Linked DNA regions of Mus musculus: region 1 is linked to region 2. Evidence: chromatin contacts called from public HiChIP or PLAC-seq data. All regions are on one chromosome and are shown on one strand. The core of a region is the stretch at or near the end of the contact, and the rest is flanking DNA. Distances in the headings are between cores, read along the strand shown. Region 1 overlaps Gm35515 (a long non-coding RNA gene). Region 2 holds the start of Sppl3 (signal peptide peptidase 3).

What was found. HiChIP or PLAC-seq counts read pairs in DNA pulled down with a chosen protein or histone mark.
Region 1: a contact with region 2 is called in an H3K4me3 HiChIP or PLAC-seq map of embryonic stem cells, with 18 read pairs. The contact joins the enhancer-like site here to the promoter of Sppl3 in region 2. A contact is called at or near these places in 1 of 39 promoter capture datasets (pre-B cells), 1 of 484 Hi-C or Micro-C datasets (pancreatic cancer cells), 8 of 115 datasets of contacts at active chromatin or transcription factors (embryonic basal ganglia, embryonic hindbrain, embryonic limb bud and 4 more) and 2 of 9 other capture datasets (liver and pancreatic islet).

Annotation. Positions count from the first base shown.
Region 1 is chr5:115,205,017-115,209,522 of GRCm38.p6, forward strand. Gm35515 (a long non-coding RNA gene) reads left to right here. Exons shown (of 3, transcript XR_387599.4): 3 at 1-240. Among named protein-coding and RNA genes, the nearest start is that of Cabp1, 13 kb to the left of the region's middle. Within about 2 kb of position 3,090, at least 13 of the 459 cell types and tissues checked have an H3K27ac peak or open chromatin away from gene starts, as enhancers often do. A contact at or near this core is called in embryonic stem cells, where this site is marked.
Region 2 is chr5:115,008,170-115,012,995 of GRCm38.p6, forward strand. It overlaps Sppl3 (signal peptide peptidase 3), which reads left to right and starts at 3,355. Exons shown (of 11, transcript NM_029012.2): 1 at 3,355-3,446. The coding sequence starts at 3,424.

The DNA.
Region 1 (4,506 bases), core at 1,840-4,339, 200 kb after region 2:
AAAGGAGACCAGTCCCCTCCTCTTCCTGGAGGATTCATCAAGGAAGGGGAGTGATTTCACAGGCTCAGAAAAAAGGAGCCCAGGACTCACAGAGTCAGCTCAGATGGTAACAGCAGCTCCTGGGCCGCAACGCGGTGAGCCACGTGGTAGAAGAAAAGAACCAACTTCAGCTAACAGTCCTCTGACCTCCATAAGGGCACATACCCACCCGCCGCGAAATAAATCCATGCAAAACCATAATTCACTCCATTCATAAAAACGAGTCTATTTCCAAAATTGTGCTGGCAAACCTTTCTGGCTTCTCTGCTTGAGAAATGACCATTCCGCCGGTACCCAAAGGGCACAGCCATAGAATGGAACATAATTGGCACCCCCAACCCCAGCTTCAGAACCTGCCTGCTCTGTCTGACCTCTCTCGCTTGCTTTTAGGGAAGTAACATCTGATCTCAGAACCAGTGGGGGTCATCTTACTATTTCTATTCTGAACTCTAGAAAGTGCTTTAGAGGCTAGGGGATCTCTCTCTCTCTCTCTCTCTCTCTCTCTGTGTGTGTGTGTGTGTGTGTGTGTGTGTGTGTGTGTGTTAGTGTGTGTTAGTTGGTCCTTCCCTTCTACCATGTGTCAGGGCACCAGCAACCAAACTCTGGTCAGCAATAGCTATCACCTATGGCGACATCTTGGTACCCTCTCACTTTCCTATTCTTCTTCATACTATTCTGTCCTCGGTTTTGCTCCCTTGCCCTCCCTCGCCCTCCGGCTCTTGGGAGCAGCAGAAGACAGAGCAGAGGATAAAGGTAGTGGTTCAGTATCCCCAGCTCCTTCCCTGCCTCGGGTTGGCAGAGTCTTTGGATAGAAGGTTGCCCCCTCTTCAAAGGAGCCTGGCCACTCGGGAGGCAGAGGCAGGCAGATTTCTGAGTTCGAGGCTAGCCTGGTGTACAGAGTGAGTACCAGGACAGCCAGGGCTACACAGAGAAACCCTGTCTCGAAAGAAAGAAAGAAAGAAAGAAAGAAAGAAAGAAAGAAAGAAAGAAAGAAAGAAAGAAAGAAAGAAAGGAAGGAAGGAAGGAAGGAAGGAAGAAAGAAAGAAAGAAAGAAAGAAAGAAAGAAAGAAAGAAAGAAAGAAAGAAAGAAAGAAAGAAAGAAAGAAAGAAAAGAGCCTGGCTCCCAGAATCCTCCCTTTCTGGGTTCTGTAACTTCCTCCTCCGCTGTCACATCTTCGAGCGGTGGCAGGCTCTTTCTACCTCCTTGAACATTGTATCAATCATACGGTTTCCTTGTGCCCTCCCAAAACCTTGTAAATCGTCCCTTTATTAAATCCTCCTCTGATAGTCTAATTTGAGCATGCCATCTGTGTCTTCAATAGACCCTGCGTGACACACCCACCAGGTCACATCAGTATGTGCTAGACCCTGCACCGCGCTAAACAAACAGAACCAACAATACGGCAGGCTACGGCTTCCCGTTGCCAGTCTCTGCATTTACCTTTTCCCAAAGCAATGATAACAACGTAAGGAGAAAGTCTAAATCCTCTTTACAACATAATTGTGCAGTGGAGTTTGTATGAGCTAAATATAATTCTGAGAACAAGCTTTTCCGTGCCATCAGAATTCATGTTAGCACAACTATAAAGAGAAAACTCCAGAACTGATGCCCTGGAGTCGAGAATTAACAGAAAATATATTCCACTATGTAAATCAATCCAGCAAATAATCCTGAGTCCGTGTGGCCAGCGAGTTTTGCGAGGAACAACAGACATGAGCTGAGTAGGACTGGGGTTTTATTTTTATGAAATAAATGTACTTTCAAAAAAGGTGAATTTGGGGGCTGGAGAGATGGCTCAGCGGTTAAGAGCACTGACTGCTCTTCCGAAGGTCCTGAGTTCAAATCCCAGCAGCCACATGGTGGCTCACAATCATCAGTAATGGGATCTGATGCCCTCTTCTGGTGTGTCTGAAGACAGCGACAGTGTACTTACATATAATAATAAATCCTTGGGCCGGAGCAAGCAGGTTTGAGAACTGGTTGGGCAACATAGTGAGAGCCTCTGTTTCAAAAGGTTAGAACCAAAAAATGTTGGGGCTAGAGAGATGGCTCATCGTGAGGAAGCTTGCAGAAGATCCAAGTTCATGTCCCGGCACCTATGTTGGATGGCTCACGATACCCTATACCACCAGCTCCAGAGGTGTCAGCACCTGTACTCACATGCATGCACACTGTCCATGCACGCAATTTAAAAATAATATTTTGAAAAGTTGAATGCAAATTTCACATCTATAAAGCAAAAGGTATGTTTCCTGGTCAGGAGGAGCTTGCTATTTGTATAATAAGTTAGTAAAACAACAACCTTTTTATTATTATTATTATTAAGATTTATTTAACATATATTAGCATTCTGCTGCTGACACACCAGTAGAGGGCGCCAGATCCCATTACAGATGGTTGTGAGCCACCATGTGGCTGCTGGGAATTGAGCTCAGGATGGTCTGGAAGAGCAGACAGTGCTCTTAACCGCTGAACCATCTCTCCGGCCCCAAAGAACCCCCTTTTTGATGCCCCGAACCCATCAAATCACGAGGCACATTGACTCATTGTCCTTCTAGTGAAATTTATCCTCAGTCTGCAGGGAGGATGGCTCGCCTTCCGTGCTCCCGAAATAGCAGAAATTATGAAATGGAATTTAGAGGAAAAGATAAGGGAATTGCCATTTATAGACCACACAGAAAACGCGAGGCAATTTGCATCTGTTGGGCACATTTAACCCTGAGAATAAACACGTATTCCAACGCTTTCTTATTTTCTACATCTGAAGAAAGAAAACACGCACACACACACATATTCTATTGCTTTCTTATTTTCTACATCTGAAGAAAGAAAACACGCACACACACACATATTCTATTGCTTTCTTATTTTCTACATCTGAAAAAAAAAAAAAACCCTACATAGAAAAAAAAAGTCATCATGGCAATCAGCTTTTTTCCAACCAGAAAACGAAGTGAAAACGTTATCCGGTGATGTAGGATTATAGCGCTCACAGCCACAGCTTCGGTGGCTTCCTACTGCTCTTGGGATCGAGTCCAGATTCCTCCACACAGCCGGGCTCCTCTGAGCAGTCTTACTCTCAGTCCTCCCTGCCGCTGCTGCCTGGAAGGCCTTTAGGGGTGCCTGGTCCTGCTGCCAGCTCGCCCCGCCCCCCGCCCGCCGCGCCCCCCCCCCCCCCCCCGCTACCCCTCCCCTCAATGACCTCAAACCCATCCCTAGCATCTACACAAAGTTTACACTTCCCCGGGGGGCGGGGGTGGGGGGTGGGGGATGTCTGTCTCCCCAGCTGGGCCCATAGCACGGGCTTCTTAATGCCAAACATCAGAGAAGGGAGGGCCTGCAGCTTGGCCTGGTGCTGGTCGTTTGCCACCCTTTCCCTTCTTGGTCCTGTTTGTTCCTTCTGGCCCCAGGAGGGCACCCTGCCCTGCCTCTTGTAAATATAGGGGCAGTCTAAACCAGGTAGGGTGGTATACTCATATAATCCCAGCACTGGGGAGAAGGCAGGGATGTCAGATCCAAGGTCACCCTGGGCCACAAGAGTGAATTTAAGGCCAACCTGGGCTACTTAAGAGCCTATCTCAAAACAAAAACAAAAACATTGTTTTAAATAAACCACGGGGAAGTCAACAGAGCTTTCCCAGAGCTTCTGGAAGCTCTGCTCTCTGCCTCTTCCTCCCCCTCACACATATGCTAGCAGTGGATCCAGGGTTGGGAGTTCCCACTGAGGTCCCAAGGACAGTGGGAGGTCCCTCAGGCCTCGTCACCTGCAGATTCGCAGCCTGATGTGAGCACCTGGTCCTGTGACTGCGATCAGGCCCAAGAGCCTTTGTGTTCTTTTGGACTTATCCAAAGGTTGGAGTTAGGATAACGACTCAAATTTCTCAGCTTTTCAAATGTCTATGCACTCTGAGACCCATCTTTTTTTTTAAATTAGGTATTGTCCTCATTTACATTTCAAATGCTATCCCAAAAGTCCCCCATACCCACCCACCCACTCCCACTTTTTGGCCCTGGTGTTCCCCTGTACTGGGGCATACAAAGTTTGCAAGTCCAATGGGCCTCTCTTTCCAGTGATGGCCGACTAGGCCATCTTTTGATACATATGCAGCTAGAGTCAAGAGCTCTGGGGTACTGGTTAGTTCATATTGTTGTTCCATCTATAGGGTTGCAGATCCCTTTAGCTCCTTGGGTACTTTCTCTAGCTCCTCCATTGGGGGTCCTGTGATCCATCCAATAGCTGACTGTGAGCATCCACTATGTGTTTGCTAGGCCCCGGCATAGTCTCACAAGAGACAGCTATATCAGGGTCCTTTCAGCAAAATCTTGCTAGTGTATGCAATGGTGTCAGCATTTGGAAGCTGATTATGGGATGGGTCCCCTGATATGGCAATCACTAGATGATGGTCCATCCTTTCGTCACAGCTCCAAATTTTGTCTCTGTAACTCCTGAGACCCATCTTTATATT
Region 2 (4,826 bases), core at 2,105-4,604:
GCCTGAGCCACCAGGCTCTGGGCTTTGTCTTCATCTCTAGGGACCGTGCACACGGGGTTTCTGGGGCCTGGGAGACCTTCCCAGCCCCACCTAGGGCAATTTGGTTCTTGTCATAGGCTCTGTGTGTTTTCCTGGGAACCATTTTGGGAGCTTCTGGTTAGCGCAGAGTCTTCTGTTCTAGGGAGGCGTTGGGTTTGTTATCTCGGTCACTTCAGCTCCACTCTCCTCAGACTACTCACTTGGCCTAATCTTCTGTGACTCACTGCGACTCAAGCCTAAGAGAATTGCCCAGAGGCGCCTGCTTGTCATTTCTGTTTTGTTAGCTACTTGTCTGGTCTGTTTTGTTCCCAACTCCCTTGAGAAAGTTCTGGCACCTCCCATAGCCACACCTGGTTATGGCTTCAGGCCTTTCCCATGGGATCTGAAACCCCAGTCACTCCGCTTGGAGACTCAGAGTGACTGTGTCACGCTTAAGGTCACAACTGGCTTTTTTGCAGAAGTACCTAGAATTGTTAAGGCTTCTGCAAATGTCAAGAATTTGGGCTTCGCCCCGGGCGTGGTGGCACTCGCCTTTAATCCCAGCACTCGGGAGGCAGAGGCAGGCGGATTTCTTTCTTTTTTTTTGTTTTTTTTGAGACAGGGTTTCTCTGTGTAGCCCTGGCTGTCCTGGAACTCACTCGTAGACCAGGCTGGCCTCGAACTCAGAAATCCTCCTGCCTCTGCCTCCCGAGTGCTGGAATTAAAGGTGTGCGCCACCACACCCGGCTTTTACCTTTTTTTTTTTTTTTTTTGGTTTGAAACCCTGTCTTGAAAAACCAAAAAAAAAACCAAAAAAAAAAAAAAAAAAAAAAAAAAGAAAAAGAAAGAAAGAAAGAGAAAGAAAAGAATTTGGGCTTCACTGTTTCATCTCCCCAGGACACCAGGGGTTTGGGTTGGGCAGAGGTTTGAAGGCTGATACCTTTCTAGCTAGAAAAAGGTGGTTTTATTGAGACCTTGGGTTAAACCCTCTCTGACACCTTTTCTTGGCCTCTCTGGTGATACTAAGGAGGGGGCCACCTAGAACCTGGCTGGTCCCAGCACCTGGAATGTGGCGGGGGTGGGGTGGGAGTGGGGGGAGAGGAAGGCGGAAGGTATGTGGGAATAGTGAACTTGGCCTTTTCACGAAAGGCTTCCTTTCCCCCTGGAGAACAAGCAAACAGAACCTGTATATAGGGCAGTGGCCAACTGACCTCTCCGGTGACAGAGTCAGGGTGTGGCATTCCCTGTAAGCCTGGGCAGGCCCTGGGAAACTAAAAGAGTCAGAGCCTGGCTTAATGATGGGCGAGCCGGAGAGGATCCTGAATGGGCAGGTACTGGAGACTTGCTCTGCAAAGGGAGAAAGAGATAGGGTTTCTGGGAAGCGTACTGTGTTCGTTAGCCAAGCATGGCCCCCAAACCTCATCTTTCCATTCACAAGCATAGTGACTGAGCGGGAGGCCTAGGGAGGCCTTCAGAGCATGGTCTCCACCCATCATTTTAGTGTCTTTGTCCAACAACCTGTGGCATAAACTGTTCATTCCTGCCTGGTTCCAAGCTCAGCCCAGAAATTCCCATTACTGGGTCTTGCTCTCTGCCGCTCTCTTGGCAAAATGATTTTTCTGTTGGTAAGCCTCTTGTGGTCTGAGGATGTCTCACTCCTGCCTGAGAAAATGTTCTCCAATGCCTTTGGGGAGGGGGTTCAGTTCATTGTACCATCCTGTCTTTACCTCAGGCCTACGTTCCTGAGGTTGGTCTCTGGTCCACCACAGCTTTCTTTCTTCTTCTTCTTTCTTTCTTCTTTCAAGATTTCATTAGCTCAGGCTGGCTTTAAACTTTGTGCCAAAGTCTGTAAGTCAAATTCTCTGCATATCTGAGGATGACCTTGATCTATTGCTCAGTATACACCCCTCCCCCCAAGGCCCACCTACTACAGTTCTGGGAGTACAGTGTCTCGTGGTCTAGTTTTGTTGCTTTAAAAATCCTCCACGTGTCCCTTCAGCCTGATAACCAGTGAACTTTTTGCTGTTTCCATAGTCATTTTTCCAGAATGTCATGTGGTCAGAAACATACACTGTGTAGCTTAAATATGTTTCCTCATCTCTTGCTATATGCTTCTTCACGTTTCTCCCTGTCTTTCATTAACTCATTATAGAGTCTCTCTATGTATTCTTGGCTGGCCTGGAACTCACTATGTAGACCAGGCTGGCCGCAAACTCTTAGAGATCTGCCTGCCTTTGCTGGGATTAAAGGCACGCACCACTAGGCCTGGGTTTTTAAATTTTTTTTCCTAACACATGGTCACACACAACGCTCTAACAACTGAGTTATGCCCATTCACCCTATCAAAGTAGCCTGCACCCTTCCTTTAGTCTCTATTAATTGCTCTCCATTATTAATAGCCCCATGACTCTGAAATAATCTTCGTGCTTTAGCCAGCTCGAACCACCTATGTCTCTTCCCTGAGAATATGCATGTAAGGACAAGGGCCTAGGTGAAGGCGCTGACGCCTAGCTGGCACCCAACAAGGACCCCGCTGATCGCTTCTATGAAGACGAGCATGGTAGCATTTGACTTGGCACCAGGCGCCGCGAAGGGACGTTTGCAGAAACCAAGGAGGGGGACCGCGCAGCGCGGGAACCCGAATGCAGCGCTCTGTCCGCATTTTGACAGTTGACTGGCAGCTGAGGACCCAGGGACAGCCGACGGTGGATGATGGAAGGTTGACAGCTGAGTGGCAGTCAACCGCCGCGCACCGGGGAGGACCACTGCGCGCCCAAGGGGCCTAGCGCGCGGCGGCCGCTGCAGCTAACCGTAGCCCCGAGCCGACCTGGGCTGAGCGCTCCGCGCATGGGCAGCGCGCGCGAGGGGGCGGGGCGCCGGGGTCACGTGAGCGTGTTTTGGGCACGTGACCAGCGGCCCGGGCTCGCCCCCGCCCGCTCGCTCGCTCCCTCCTCCCTCGGCGGGCGGGTGTGCTTCGAGCGGCCTCGCCTCACCGCCTAGCGCCCCCCTCAGCCGTTGCTGCCGCCGCTGCCGCCGCCGCCGCCGGCCATGTCCCCCGGCCGCCGCCGCCGCCGCCCGAGCGCGGCGCTCCCGCGGCCCGGCGCGCACTGAGCGCGGGCCCGAGCCACCGTTTCGGGGCCCTTGTTCTCCGCGCCGCCGCCGCCGCCGCCATGTTGGGTTTGGAGCCGCAGCGGAGCCGCCGCCGCCGCCGCGGCTGACGAGGCCGAGCGCGGAGCCCGGGGCCCGCGCCCGCTCCGGGGCCCAGGGAGCGGGGCCCGTCGGAGTCTGTCGGAGCCCGACTGCCTGTCCTCCGTGCGAGCGAGTGAAGGAGCGAGCCGCCGGGGCCCCCGGCCGCGCCCTCTGCCGCCGGCCGAGCGAGCCGCGGAGCCCCCGAGAGGCAGCACCATGGCGGAACAGACCTATTCGTGGTGAGTGCGGGCTTTTGGGGACGAGGAGGCCGGGCCGGGCCGGGCCGCAGGTGCTCGCGGGGCTCGGGGTGCGGGCCGCTGGGCGTCCTCCGAGCCCGGGGGAGGGGCGGTCATTCGAGCCGCGCAGCGGAACCGACTGGCGCGGGTGCTGGCGGGCCAGGGGGGAAGCTGGAGAAGGGTGGGCAGAGAACGGGCCCGGGCGAAGGTGTACCCCACTCTCGGCGAGAACAGGTGGTAAGAGGCACAACTTGCAAGTAGTGAGGGCGGGAGCGACCGCTTCCGCGGTGGGCAGAGGCCCTGCGGCCCCGTGATCGAGCCCTGGCACAGCGGAGAGGGGGAGTCTTGTTCCAGGATGGCCACATTCTGTAAAGGAAGTCGTCGGTAGCAGCGGGGTCATGGGTAGTCTTTGTAAAGGGGTTGGTACTCTGCTCTGGGGATTCGAAGAGTGCTGGCCGGTGTTCTGGGGGTGGAGGGCTCGATCACGGGAATGTGTGTGTGTGTCCGTCCAGGTTGAGTCCCCCTGCCTGTGGGACTTTTTTTAGCAGCGTGTTTAGGGCTGAGGCACACACACTTGTGATTTACAGGGGGGAGGTGACAGATGCGTCCAAGTTTGGGGGGAAAGAGGTGAGAAGGGCAGAGGCGTGGAGTGTTTGCCGCGGAAGGAGGTTGGTTGTACCGGGGGCGAGTGGGAATGGTGTAGTTGAGCTGTGGCTTGAGGGTGAGAAAACAGGAGATGGGTGGGTTGGTGGTAGGTACCGGGCGGGCGGGGAACCTGGTCGCTGCAGCCTAAGAGATCGGAGATGGTTTCAAGCACTTGTGGCTTGGTACCAGAACTGTCGACTTTTCCGAAGAGTGGGGTTGAAGGTCCGCTTCGTTTTGTAATTGGAAAAGTGAGTTAGTTCTTCATTCCTGGACCCTAAACCTTTAAGTACCAGAATTGCCTTTTCCCTAACCTGTACAGATTGTGTGGCTACCTTCGGAAAAGTGAGTTAGTTCTTCATTCCTTGACCCTAAACCTTTAAGTACCAGAATTGCCTTTTCCCTAACCTGTACAGATTGTGTGGCTACCTTCCCAAAGCACGGGGCAAACTGTCAAGTGTTGGGAGCGTAAGTGAGCTGTAACTACCATAGGGAGACAGTAAAAGAGCCGGGTTATACACGAAAACAAGGGATGGTTATGCTAAGTCGGGAGCTCACTGTGTCCTGATGGAGGGTTAGTGATCGAACATGCTTTAGTAATGCAAACGGCAGCGATGTATGCACAATCTGAAAAAGAAGGTAACTGGGAAGTTGAGAGGAAATAACTAAAAGAAAAGTTGGGTTTTGGTGGCTCCAGTTGTGGTTTAAAAGGACAGACTAATAGTTGTGAGCAGCAGTGAG